Regions from separate parts of the Mus musculus genome. Here all the other regions are linked to region 3. A link is a contact called in public Hi-C and promoter capture Hi-C data. All regions are on one chromosome and are shown on one strand. The core of a region is the stretch at or near the end of the contact, and the rest is flanking DNA. Distances in the headings are between cores, read along the strand shown. Region 1 has its middle 140 kb from the start of Chl1. Region 2 has its middle 170 kb from the start of Chl1. Region 3 holds the start of Chl1 (cell adhesion molecule L1-like).

Region 1 (4,278 bases), core at 1,288-3,787, 140 kb after region 3:
TTATGTAAATCTAAGGCAAGCTGTTCTTTGAGGGGAGCCTGTGGGGGTTCAACTGCAAAAATCATGACAAGGTAATTCTCAGTGGGAGAAAAATTAGTCCTGCTCTTCAAGGTGCCTTCTGCTCTGGAATAAATTCTGGAAAATAAATTAGCATCACTGTGTTACTCTCGCTCATTACAAATCAGAGTAAACAATTACTGCATTAAGCACTCTCTGAGAGGCTCCAAAGGCCACTGGTGCTTACTGCTGATTTTCATAAATGATCTTCAAGGAGCTCCCCTGGGGATGAGAGATCAGGGAGGTCCAGGGAGAAGTTAGCAAGGGCTGCATCTCATTACCATGGTGATGAGATGCAACATGCTGTCTGGATATAGAACCAGTTGCCATGATTTGGGGCTATGGTTTTCTGGCTTTCTAGGGGACTGTCAAATCTAATAGACAGCAGGCTCCTTGGGCACACACTTGAAACAGAAACCTGACTCCAACTTCGAAGAAAACCTGTGGTCTTGGACTGAGTTGACATAAGACAGAAATCTGTTGTTCTTCATAGGATAGCATGTGAGGCTCTACCAATATTTCAAGAAGTGCCTGCTCTGGATTCTGGAGTCAGCCCTCATTGCAAAGATAATTACTTAATTCATTTACTTGTTTTTATGAAGTCCCCCTTCCCATTAAGGGTCAAATTCATGAAGTGCATGGATAGCTTTGCTTCTTCTCTTTTGAATTATACTCAGGACACCTTGCAAAGAGCCAAGAACATAGTAGGAATTCAGTTGACATTTTCTGAGTTAATATTCAAGTAAATGGTGACCCCTTACTTGAAAAACAGAACTCATTGTTCAATTTATTCACAGAACTTTACCTAGTGACTCAAGCCTAATAGTCCCAGAATTCTCTTATTTGCAGTCTACTAGGCTGAATAAGTGGTGTATACTATCATTCACAATTGCCTGTTTTTACAGTAGTTAAAAAAATTACCTTATATAAAGATATTCAAATAGTGGACCTATGTTAAGTGCCTACATTACTTGACACTCAGGACATTTGATTGGACAACAATAGCTATTGGTGTTCAATACATGACAATAGCACCTAGATGGCCTCAAATATCAACTCCACTATAACCAAGCTCTGACTTGAATTGAGACTGTTTTCATCTGGTTCACATTCTTCAACTGAAGAATATGAATAATAATTTAACCTTCTTTGTAATAACATAGTAACAAAAAGTTCACAGGTTGATATCAAGGGTTATAAGACAGCCAGGCATAATGGTGTATTCCTCTAGTTTACTTGGGGGGCAGAGGTAGGTGGATCACTTGATGGTCAAGGCCAGCCTGGTCTACATAGCAAGTTGCAGGACTCTGTTCACTACACAAGGAACACTGCACTCCCACCCCCTCAACACACACACCAAAAGAGCTTAAACTCATGTCCGACATAATATATATTTTGTAACAGACATTATTTCCCAACAGTAAATGCATTAAACTGAAGCCTGGAAGGCTTGCTGTAATAGCAGCGGAAACAGGAGTGGAATTAGGTTCATAAGGCAATTTTAATGTATAAGAGCAATATGGGTTTCTTCAATTAATGCATTAATCGATTCATAATGTCAGAAATGGAGCCTGTGATAATACAAAGAAAGTAGGAAGCACTGAGATTTCTGAATGTCCTAAGACTTTGAAAGGAAGGTGAATTTTGACAGAATGGATAGGGACTGGTGTGACTTGGTAGGTCTGCAGGCAGTAGTCAAATCACATCAGAAATGGTATGTAGCAATGCCAGGATGGTTTTATGCTACAAAGATGTTGGCACGGAAAATTTTACACATTCGTATGAGGGAACCTTGGGAAGGAAAAGGTGTTATGGAGAGAAAGGTGTCACAGGTTCCCGCAACTCCGCGAAGACGCCTCATCTGCTACACATAGCATTTTGCAACTTCTCAAAGACGCCTGGTCTGCTGCTCATTGCATTAAATCTAAGATGGCTCTCTGCACACCAGTGAGACAGCAAAACAGAACCGAGGCCAGGGCACTGACTGCTTCTCCGGTTTTCAAGGAAGTCCTCACAGATGAAAATACTCCCCCTACAACTGCTGAGATACCTCAATAGGTGGGGCTTTCATTGGATTTTTGGAGCATGTGACAGTGTGGAGAGATGCAACTGGTCAAAGATTTAGGGGCTTGGGCTTGGTTCAAAAGCTGTATATAAGCTTATGAGCCGAGCAATAAACTCAGATCTGCACCTTGATGCTTGACTCCACAGTCGGATTTCCCAGGGATTTGTCACATGACTCCGTGATCTCTCACCCCACATCCTCTGCCCTGTTCCCTCACATTCTAAAATAATTCTTCACAGGAATAAAAAATATGCAGAAGCATCGAACATTAAACGTGCAGATTACATCATCCACGAGGGCGTATGTTTCATTAAGTGTTTCTTCATAATAGAGATTCTGGAATCAGAATGGATCAGGTTGCGGACTCACTCCCAGTTACATACTTGGGTTCACTGGATCTAGAGTCAGGCTGCGAAGCTGGCAGAACCAGTTTGTAGGTGATATTGGCAGTCAGGAGCCTGATCTTTTGCAATTATTTCCTCTCTGCTTCCATCCAAGAGTACTTCCGAAAGACTCAAAAGGAATTTAATTGTCTCACTCTAACATTTCAGCCAACTGAAAGGGAAATCTTGTCTGAGTATTTGTAACAGCATGAAGCCCATTAAAAGTACAAGACTGAGAGAGGAAATCAGCTTTATTCAAGAAAGCTTTTTTTAAAGACTTGAGGACACCAAGTAAATGAATCTTGGGCAACAGTAATGTCAGACACTGTTTCAATAGCAAGGACAACAGGAACATTGTGTCCTAGGAACCGAACCCCTCACCCCACTGAATCTCATAAACCAGATTCCTGATACCACACGCATCACTTTGTCTGCAGTAATGAGTGAGGTTTTAGGATCAGTTTTTACAGATGTTCTTGGTAGGCATTTTGTATTAATATTTCAGTGAAGGAAAAGGGTATGTGTGTGCAGAACTGTGTGCAAAACATGCATCATTAATAAATCATAGAAGTTTCATTCCCAACACATGTGCAAACTCACACTCCTCATGTGTCCATCGGATTTGCTGTGATTCTAAGCATTATCATTCAATATAATCAGAGGACAAGATTTGGATGGAGAAAGAGGTGAACACTTCTACAATCTCTTTATTTCGTTTTAAAAATTCTCAGCAACTATGTAATACCTTTGAGCTCACATTTATAAGCAAGTAAAATGAATGAATTAAGAGATTAATTTAAGATGATAATGTATTGAAACATTTCTACTTAAGAATAAAAAGCAAGAGGTCTATCTCTGAGCAAAACAGAGGTAAGTCAGCCTGACACATGAGTGGGGTGAAAATTGATATATGGAGCTGTCCAATTCTCTCCTATTTAAAACGAATCACTCTACAAAATGCAGAAGAAATATAGTTGAGGATGGCTATTGTGAGGCAATATGGGACAACCACAAGAACATAAATGGGTTCCAAAACCTCCTGGTTACTAGAAACTGTCCTGACAGAGTTCATTGTTTTGAAGATTATTTTAAAAGCCAGTAAGTAGCAACCAGACATGATGTCTCATTCTTACAATCCCAACTCTCTGGAGGGTTTGGCAGGAGGTCCGTAGCTAGTGTGAGGCCAGCCTAGGCTTCAGAGTGAGACTGTCTCAGATAGAGACCAACAGAGAGAGAGAGAGAGAGAGAGAGAGAGAGAGAGAGAGAGAGAGAGAGAGAGAGAGATACACATAAGCAAGGGGAGGGAGGAATGGAAGAAGGGAGGAAGCAAAATCACATATTTCCCATTGATTTTTTTACCTAGTTTTCTGAATTACTATCTTGGTGAAGAGGAGAAAAAGGTGTGTATGTGTATATGTGTGTGTGTGTGTGTGTGTGTGTGTGTGTGTGTGTGTGTGTACTGCATGTGAAACAAACTCATTCAAGGTTTATTGAGAAATATCAGAGCTCCACGTGTGTGTGTGTGTGTGTGTGTGTGTGTGTGTGTGTGTGTGTGTGTACTGCATGTGAAGCAAACTCATTCAAGGTTTATTGAGAAATATCAGAACTCCACATGGTACTGACTTTGCTCTATACATAAGGGTATGGTCAGCTCTCTAAGAGCTACAAAATAACATCCATTCATTTCCATAGAAACAAGGAGATACGTTGTAAACAAGAAGCTACCAAAAAGAAGATTCTCAGCAGGAAAATTTCATATTTCGTTTTAGAGAA
Region 2 (4,533 bases), core at 630-3,129, 170 kb after region 3:
TAATGCTTGGAAGTGTACATATGAAAGTATGCTTTAATAACTTCCATTTATGGATGAGGGAGCAAAGGAGTAGAGTTGTCCAATGGCTATCAAATTGTAATGGAAGAAGATCTGATGGGTGCTGATGTGTGTTGACCATAGATGACCTCAACCTTCTGGACATTTTGAGGAGCAAGAAGAGACCAAGAATGGCTCTTAATGACACACTTACAAAGCATGTATGTGTCAAAAATTTTGAAAAAACAAAACAGAAGAGGCTCAATGATAAGCACCGAGTCAGACAAAGATAGATATAGAAGATAGGGAAACATAATAACGAAGTATAATGGCATATGTGCAATGAAAATGTCACAAGGAAACGTCTAGGTGCTAGCCTGAAAGTTAATTTAAAGAACAGGGTGTGATAACAATTTTCAATGTGTTTAGTCTCACTAAGCCATTACTCATCACATAACAAAGAATCATGTTTGCTTGTAAGTATATACCATCTGAGATTTTCATTTGCTTTAATTTAGTGAGATAAGTTCTGATGTAACTCATCCACACTCGCTTCAGACTTGTTTTCTGCCTAAATCAGGCCTTGACCTCTTGATCCTATTGTCTATCTTCCTAACACTAGGAGTGCAACAATATCCTCAGCTACCATTTATGACTTTGGATATTGGCTAAAATGAATTTTAAATATAAAATGTTAAGTTGGTGATGTAGCTCTGAGCTAGTCCAGCATGCAGTAAATCCTAGCTTCCATCACCAGCATCAAATAAATTCATTCGTTAAGTGATCTCCCTGAAAAATTTTAGTCTTAAAAAATAACTAATATCAAATCATACTCAGCCATCACTTGTGGGATGGGAACAACTTCATGCTCATAGCCTACTTCATTAGCACAATAATTCAATAAGAGATGGCATCTCTAATTCAGGTCTGAAGAAACAGAGCTACCTAGAAATAACCAGCTAAACCCCACACATGTTAAATTGAGTCAAGCTATAAGTCATGTAAATAGCTCTCCTTTTTCAACTATATATTGATAACCCCAGTTAGTTTTTGCTATGCCACATGACCCACAATTTTAACCATCCTTATACCAAGATACTATGTGGCAAGGTGGGCTCATGCAAAGAAAAGTAAACAGTAAACATTAATACGTAAATTTACCTATTTAATTTATTTGGATTGTTTTCCTAGGGTTTTTACACCAGCCTTTGTGTTATGGTTGTTTGTGCAATTATTATAAATTCATATGAATGTTGGTATACCAAAAATTCAATTGCACATGTCCTTGAAAATGTAATAAGCAATAAATCATGGGCCTTTCAAAAAACAGAAATAACATTTTTAATGAGTGAATAAGTCTTTCCATCGCTTGAAAATCCAATGTTCTTTTAAAAATGTATACACACATCACAAGAAAGAGGAGCACACTGAGGTCTCCTTCTGCCTTTCATCTTTTGTCTAGATATAAAAGCCTGTATAGAGTTTTACATTCAGAGTTTTTGTTTGAGTCCCCACTAGACACTAGTGGTATGGTAACACAGATAAGTTAATTAACTTTTCTAAAATTCAGGTTTTTAAAAAACACCCTCATTTCCAGAATAACACTATAAATAATATTAATTTTTTTCATGCCCTTTATTGACATCAAATGTAATTTGGTAAAAGAGGATTTTAAGTCTAATTGTGAATTAACATTCCTACCAAACCTAATAAAATTCACACAATCCATTTCTACCAATTTTATATTCATTGAGACCATGATCACTGAAAGATGTGTCCAAAGACAGGGGGACATTTCTAATCACAAGAGTGTACTGAGTCTACTCTTCAATGCTGACATTTAGAAGACATTGCTTCCATAGCAACAGTTTCAGAGATGCCCCACTGAGCAACTTTAGAGGGTAGTGTTTACGCACTCTACAAGGAAGTTTGGCCCTGAGTCATGTTTGAAAGCTCAAACTGAATGGAGCTATGAGCTGACTTTGCCTTCTTCTTTTAATCATTTATCATAAATTTAAAATTTTCTGTTACTTATCATTGCAACAATAATTTTATACTGAATAAAGCATCTACTTAGTAAACACTTTGTGTAATACATCTATATATCTATCTATATCTATATCTATATCCATATCTATATCTATATCTTCTCTCTCTCTCTCTCACACACACACAGACACACACACACATGCACACACACACACAATTTTCCTCTATCTCTTACCACCTTATCTTTTTAAGACTTATTTATTTTTACGTGTATACCTGTGGGTCATACATGTCCAGAAACTTAGAGAGGACAGAAGAAAAACTAGGATCCTCTAGAATTAGAGTTACTGGTGGCTGTGAGCTGCCTGATACAGGTACCAAAGCCAAACCCAGGTCCTCTGCAAAAGCAGAACTGCTCTTAATTAATGAGCCATCTCTCCAGACCACAACTCCACCCTTTTTAGGACAAATTCTTCTTTTGTGTGTGACAATATCTCTTATTAAACCTAGAGCTTACTATTTCTTCATCTAGACTGCCTAGATAACAAGTTCCCAGGAGCCTCCTATTTCTGCTCTTCACCCAGTATTGGCTTACAGGCAGTCAGCCATGCCCAGTTTTCTGTCTCAGCCTTCAAAATATCTGAAATTACAGGTTGTGTCACTATGCTCAATTTCCATTGACATTTTATTGGTATTTTCTTTCTTTGCAGACTCTGGGTCTTACTAGCCTTGAGGATTATCATTGTTTAAATGTCTGTACAATGCTCATAAATAGCAAATGTCACACAGTTGTAACATCCATGCAAACCAGCACCAATGCAGTAAGGTTTTGAGTCATATACTGTTCAAATTACCCCAAGTAAGAAGTAAGACAAAAAAAAAAAAAAAAAAAAAAAAAAAAAGAAGTAAGGCAGAATGCAAACTTAAGCTTATCTGTAAATCTACATCTCTCAGAGAAGAAAAGGAATTCATTCAAAATTCAAATTAGCATTAGGAAATTCTCTTTCTCCTCCTTTTTCCTAACCTGCCATCTTTTCACGGCATCCATTTCCCTTGCCGTTCCCTTCCATGGCTTCCGCTTCCTTAGCCGTCCCACACACACAGCTTGTCGGTAAGAAATTTGGGGATTGTTATATTTTGCCACCTGGCGTTTTACCGTTTCTCTTTTTCTCCTTACTCAAGCATTTTAAAGGCTTTATTTTAACTTCACGTTTGTGTGTGTGTGTGTATGAACATTTGTGAGTCACTTAACCTAGGTACTGGGAACCAAACTTGGGTCCTCTGCAAGAGCAGGATGCACATTTAACTGCTAAGCCAAATCCCCAGCCCCTCCATTCCTTGTATTTTACATACGATGTAAGAAGCAAAAGAAAGTGAACGCTTGAGGGTCAAGGGCAGGGCTTCTATTTAGCTAGAGTGGAAGGATAGAGAAAAAACATTCCTGCACTATGAACTTGACTTCTGTGTTACATAACATATGCAGACCATTTTCCCACTTTCACTGTCCGAAAACCGTGGTCTTCTCCGCCTCTTAGTCTTCAGTTCCTGTATCCAGCAAACCTGCGCTGCTGTTTGTTCATTCTGACTTGTTCTTTTCAAACTCCTCTTAACTAGAAAGAATCGATTTATGTTGCCCTTTCACATTGTAAAGGATTTGACCAGAGCTTTATCGTACACCAGAAGGAAGAAGGTACTTCAGGAACCAAATGATTGCCTAGAATGACTAGCAACCCTCCATCCTTCCATGCTTCCTGTCCAGTGCCACCAATGAGTGAGCATACTCTAAGGCATGAGACTAGAGTCAGAGTAAAGGCTCTTTCTTCAACTTCCCTCTTAATAAAGTACACATTTGCCTTCCAGTTACTTGTGTCCTGGAGCAAAGAATTGGACAGAGAAATTGACTCTATTGGTTAAGAAAGGGAAAGGCAGCTAAGAGATTAGAACTTTGCTTAAGAGCTGGGAAAGACCGGAAGCTTAAAAGCCCTGGTCAACAAACCTTGCACAGATCATTTGCATAAAACCTGCCTTCTTCCACATTTGTTGGTGGTGCTATTTTCTTGTGCGTGTTCTGTCTCTTATCGGTAGCCCCAAAGGGAAAGAATTTACACTTTTTCTGGCAACTCTCTCACTTATAGATTTATCTGGCTGCCTCTCTCTCCCTGTGTTCTCCCTCTCTCCACATTTACCGATTCATTTATTATGTGCCCAGCTTTCCTTATGTCCCCACATAGAATTAAGCACATTGCAGTGGCAGTTAAATTGAAAGAACACCTGCAATGTGCATGATTAAGTTTTCGTCAAACCTGTGGAGTTAAGAAAAGGCAAATCTTCTTAGAGAGCTGCAGACTATGTACGCTACGTGCCGAGGCAATCTCTCTGAAAATACCGGAAGAAATCCTGTTTCATTTAATTGCTTTATAATTCTTACCACACTTTTAGCTAGGATAATAAATGATCTCAAATCTCACTGTTAGTTATGATATTAAAAAGAAAAGTGTTCAGGTTTGGATTAGAGGTCAATCAAAGAGCATTACAAATCCATTATAG
Region 3 (4,529 bases), core at 737-3,236:
AATCTGCTGCAAACCAGATTTACGAGTGGAACAGAGTATCAATAAATTTAACAAATGTCATTTTCTAAAATTAGATAACACAGAATTTTGCCCTCAATAAAAGTGCCGAGAAAGGACAATCTACCGTATCTAATTAATTTGCGTATTAATTATAACAGCAGCACCACCAACAACAACTAACTTCTGGATAATTATTTCTCATCAGAGAAGGAGGGTAAACTGTCTGCTTGGATAACCTCACTCCAATCTTCCAACTCAAAATGGGATGAATTGATACCCATTAGTAAGAGAGAAACTGAGACACAGAATAAATAACTACTCTAAGCCACACATTCCAGAGTAGATAGGGCTGGAACTCACAGCCAGGCGCGCGCTCCAGCGCTCTACCTTGATGTACCTCCAAGAGTTACCTAGGTCAGCACCCACGCGCACGCGCAAATCTCCCACTATTTCCAGCAGCGGGAGCGCGCTGTGGTGCACACGCCTTCCGCTGGCTGCTACCAGCCAGCTCTTCTCAGTTCTGGCCTGCGGGGCGGTATTGATCTCCTTTCTCCCCAGGCAGAGTCGGAAGCTCCTTCCCCGCCCAGCCGCTCAGTGCCACGCACACCTGCTCGTGCTTGCTGGCTACTCGCACTCCCCGCCCATCCTCTCAACCCGACCGCAGACCACCCACCCAGCTCCCTCGCTGCTTTGGTCTCCAATACCTGAATCATGGTGCCGCTGCTCCTCCCGCCCCAGATTTTTCACAGGAATTCCTCAGCTCTGCCCCTCGCTGAGAAAGTGAGGTTCTTCTCAGCCAAGGGACCCAGGGATGAAGACAGCCAGGTTTCCCCAGCCTCTCGGCTCCAATCCTCTTTCTCCAAATCAATCATTTGCTCCCTGCTCTCTCCCTACGCACACTTTCACTCACGGGAGGAAAAAATAGGAAGAGACAGAGAAAGAGGATAGGAGAGGCACAAAGAGGAAAAAGGGACTGTCCGTGACTGGCATCCCTAGCTCCCGGGGCTTGGCTACAAGGGAGTCATGGCAACCGGGGGACCCCCCGACCTGCCTTCTAGCCCCCACCGTGTTCGGTTGAGATGGAGTGCTCTGCTTCTATCTTTTCCCTAAGCTGGCAGTTCACAGATCGATCATTCATTCCAAGCTGTAGGCATTTAGGGAACACCACTGCAAGCAAGATGCATCTCTAGAGACTTAACAGCTAGATAGGGAATTTGGGGCTGGGGTTAGAAAGTCTGGACCCCAACACCTATAGGGGGTTAGTGGAGAGAAATGTAGTACTTGCCCCCCACTCCCTGAAGGCTATGGTCTATGGAGGGTATGCATCCTCTCCCTAAGGTAAGGAGGCGGGCGGTGGCTATGTTGGAAGAAAGACAAATCAGCCTACCGAAGGTTGGCAGCTTGGAGGTGCAGGGGTCCCCGAAGCTTGTTTACTCCATCCACTGACCTGGAGCTGTCAAAAAATCCAGCCTTAGCCACCTGCGGCGGTGCTACGAAAGGTGGCGCCTCTTCTCAGGTTAGGGAAGGGACCTTGAGCCACTCCCATTTTGGGCAAGGACGGAACCCAGGGATGTGCACCATTTCCCTTTCATAAAGAGTTGCTCTTCTCCCAGGAGCAAGCCCTTGATTTCCTTCCACCTCCCTCAAAGAGTTGACTAAAGGGCAGATGGAGAGAGTCCCATTTCTTGTAAGGCACGCGCAAATAGACTCACCTGAGCCGCCTCTTGACATCCGATCTGTCTGGTACCTTCTCTTGGGAAAACTTCTCCTAAAGCTGGATCACTGGGGCAAAGGGGACCAACGAGGTCCAGCGCCTCTTGGAGAATCCAAGGGAGTTTCTAGTTGGGCGCTTCCCGCTGATCCACACCCCGATCTGCCCACAGAGATCCCGTCTGCCCCCTCCTGCTGTTGGCACAGGTCTCCAGAAGGCTGGACCTGTTCGAGCTTGTACCGGTATCCACGCCCTCCTGCCGGAGACGACTAGCTCGCGCCTCTTTTCTGCTGTCCCCGGGATCTGCTCTGCCACCCTCACCCACACGGCTTCTTTTCCCTCCCTCTTACACACACTCCCTTGGGACAAGAGGCAGCTACAGGCTTGAGACTTTGGTTTTATGAAAAGCGAGGGACAAAGAGAAAACTTTGCTTGTCATTTTTAACATCTCTAAGCCCTCAAAGAGACAGGGTAGCTGCCGGGTTCGCCTTGCCACTGAGAAACCGAAAAGAAACCCCTCCCCTCTGCTCCCTGGTCCACCCTCCTCTGTCCACATTCCACACACAGGCTCCCAGTCTCTTTTACCCTTTGCTGTATGGCTGAGGGGTGTGGTACCTTGTACCACTTTTTTTTTTTTTTTCTTAAAGTCTTGCCGGTTTTGCTTCTTTATTTAGGAGGGCGATGGGACTTGCAATTTAATTTACAAAAGAACCATCTCCATTAGCTGTCAAATCAGTGCAGGCATAAATTTAAAAAGCTCTTCTACTGTTATCTAATGTACAATTTGTGCCCCACTACCATCTGGACTTCTCCAGATTGATCAGTGACGTTTTCCTATTTACTCTCTATTAATACAGCGCTATAGAATACAAGCTTTCCTTGCTTATTCCCAGCGCCAAAGCCCACTCCTGATGTTGTATGTATCTCTTTTTACCAGCAAACATGATGTTTGTTTTAGGGGTGCAGTAAAGAGGGGCTACAAACTTTGGCAATCTAACTGGTGAGCACACTCTTTCATTATTTTTTTTCTTCCACACATTGATGATACTTTCGAAAATGTTCATACAATGTTGCTTTAAAAAAAAAATCCTGTTGCATGTAAGTGCTCTTTGACAGTAATGGAATTACTGACTTCTAACTTTTACTCCACGGAGGTTTGATCTTACAGTCTTGTCTTGTTCTCATCTAGTGCACTAAACAATGAGGACATTTATGGCTCTGTGCTATCCTCAGAGTTGGATGTCATGACTGGGATCAACAAGAAGGACGGAGACTTGGGATTCTGCCTCAGAAGCAGTTACATCAAATGTTTTGAAATGAATAAATGGGCCTTTCCATGTTCATAATTTCTAACCTTGAGGGCTCAAGGCTGTTAGTTCGTGTGTGGGCACAATTCCTACTGACTGTGCTGGCATATTAGAAATGCAAGTGAGGGCAGGATGTGTCCTAGGTTTAAACTGTGCTACTGGAGTGATTCCTCTGCCGGAGGCATCATTATTCATGCGGCATGTTTTCTAAAGTAGAAACAAAGGAAACTGAAATAAATTCCAACAAGGAAAATACTGAGCCTGTAGGAAACCATTTCCAAGATTTAGGAGCCCCAGGAGAGATACAAAGCCAAGTTGGTCTCAAATTTACCACTTTCTGGGGTGGCATTTCCTGGGCAAAAGAAACAGAAAACTCTATTTTGGCCAGAGAAACACAGAACCTTTAAAGACTCAGCTTTCTCTTCACTGGCATTTGTTTTATGGACACATTAAGATCAATAGATTGATGGGCAGAATATAGGAAAATGTGTGCAGCTAGCTAGGTATATGGGTAGGTAGGTAGGTAGATAGATAGATAAATACAGAGATAGATAGATAGATAGATAGATAGATAGATAGATAGATAGATAGATAGAAAGAAAGAAAGAAAGAAAGAAAAATAAGCACGCAGATTTGAAGAAAGGGGAGAGATACAGACATTTCCCAGTTTTCTCTGTGTTAATAAACACTGGAGAAAGTCAATGAAGAAGATCATATCTATCTTTTAGAGTTAAATGTCCTAAACTATATTAGATAATACTAAGGCACAATAGCCTGAAATATAAATAAAGTGTGAGTCTTTCATAAGGATTTTCTTTATGAGCGCACACACACACACACACACACACACACACACACACACACACGCTAGTTCTGAGCCTCTGATATCGAAGAAACCTGCATATAGATTAGAAATATTAATAGTTGCCTGTGGGCAACTAGAAATATCAATTAAATCAGCATATAGCAGCTTACTTTCCCAAGGCAACCAAACTTTCAGAAAGAAAAGATGAAGGAAAAATGTTTAGAAATATGGGAAGAGGGAATGAGAGAGGAAATGAGGGAGGGAGGAAGGGAGGGATGGAAGGAGGAAGGGAGAGAGAGGAGAGAGGGAGAGAGAGAGAGAGAGAGAGAGAGAGAGAGAGAGAGAGAGAGAGAGAGAGAAGAAGAAGAAGGAGGAGGAGGAGGAGGAGGAGGAGGAGGAGGAGGAGGAAGAGAGGGAAAATGATAAACCAAGAAAGAAAAAAACTACTTATTCAGAGGTCTGCTCAGTAGAAGCTGATACCTTTAAATGTCTATATCCAAGAAGTATCTCACAGCCATCATCTCCATTCATGAGCCCATATTTTTATACAGTAGCAAATGCAGGCAACACAGCTATGCTTGCTGGCCAAAGCAACAGCTTCCAGCAAGTCTGGAACCAGAAGACAGCCTTCAGCCAGAATGAAAGGCTGTGAAAGATACCTTCTGCTGCTGTTTTGGGCCTCTCTCCTGGCTCTCTCTCCACTGTC

Evidence for each region. Promoter capture Hi-C pulls out the DNA fragments that hold promoters and counts their contacts. Hi-C and Micro-C count contacts between places; a contact is called where the count stands out from the background.
Region 1: a Hi-C map of epidermal suprabasal cells shows a contact between it and region 3, with 2.3 times the contacts expected there. The contact joins the enhancer-like site here to the promoter of Chl1 in region 3. A contact is called at or near these places in 2 of 39 promoter capture datasets (the C10 cell line and pre-B cells), 2 of 484 Hi-C or Micro-C datasets (epidermal suprabasal cells and nephron progenitors), 7 of 115 datasets of contacts at active chromatin or transcription factors (differentiating embryonic stem cells, embryonic forebrain, embryonic hindbrain and 4 more) and 3 of 9 other capture datasets (adipose tissue, liver and pancreatic islet).
Region 2: a promoter capture Hi-C map of the HPC-7 cell line shows a contact between it and region 3. The contact joins the enhancer-like site here to the promoter of Chl1 in region 3. A contact is called at or near these places in 7 of 39 promoter capture datasets (the C10 cell line, the HPC-7 cell line, HPC-7-derived erythroid cells and 3 more), 7 of 484 Hi-C or Micro-C datasets (LSK cells, bone marrow-derived macrophages, cortical neurons and 3 more), 19 of 115 datasets of contacts at active chromatin or transcription factors (DN3 thymocytes, acute myeloid leukemia, astrocytes and 12 more) and 3 of 9 other capture datasets (adipose tissue, liver and pancreatic islet).

Annotation. Positions count from the first base shown.
Region 1 is chr6:103,373,435-103,377,712 of GRCm38.p6, reverse strand. No RefSeq gene overlaps it. Among named protein-coding and RNA genes, the nearest start is that of Chl1, 140 kb to the left of the region's middle. Within about 2 kb of position 2,537, at least 6 of the 459 cell types and tissues checked have an H3K27ac peak or open chromatin away from gene starts, as enhancers often do. A contact at or near this core is called in epidermal suprabasal cells, where this site is marked.
Region 2 is chr6:103,334,152-103,338,684 of GRCm38.p6, reverse strand. No RefSeq gene overlaps it. Among named protein-coding and RNA genes, the nearest start is that of Chl1, 170 kb to the left of the region's middle. Within about 2 kb of position 1,879, at least 9 of the 459 cell types and tissues checked have an H3K27ac peak or open chromatin away from gene starts, as enhancers often do. A contact at or near this core is called in the HPC-7 cell line, pre-B cells and pro-B cells, where this site is marked.
Region 3 is chr6:103,508,333-103,512,861 of GRCm38.p6, reverse strand. It overlaps Chl1 (cell adhesion molecule L1-like), which reads right to left and starts at 1,986. Exons shown (of 27, transcript NM_007697.2): 1 at 1,713-1,986.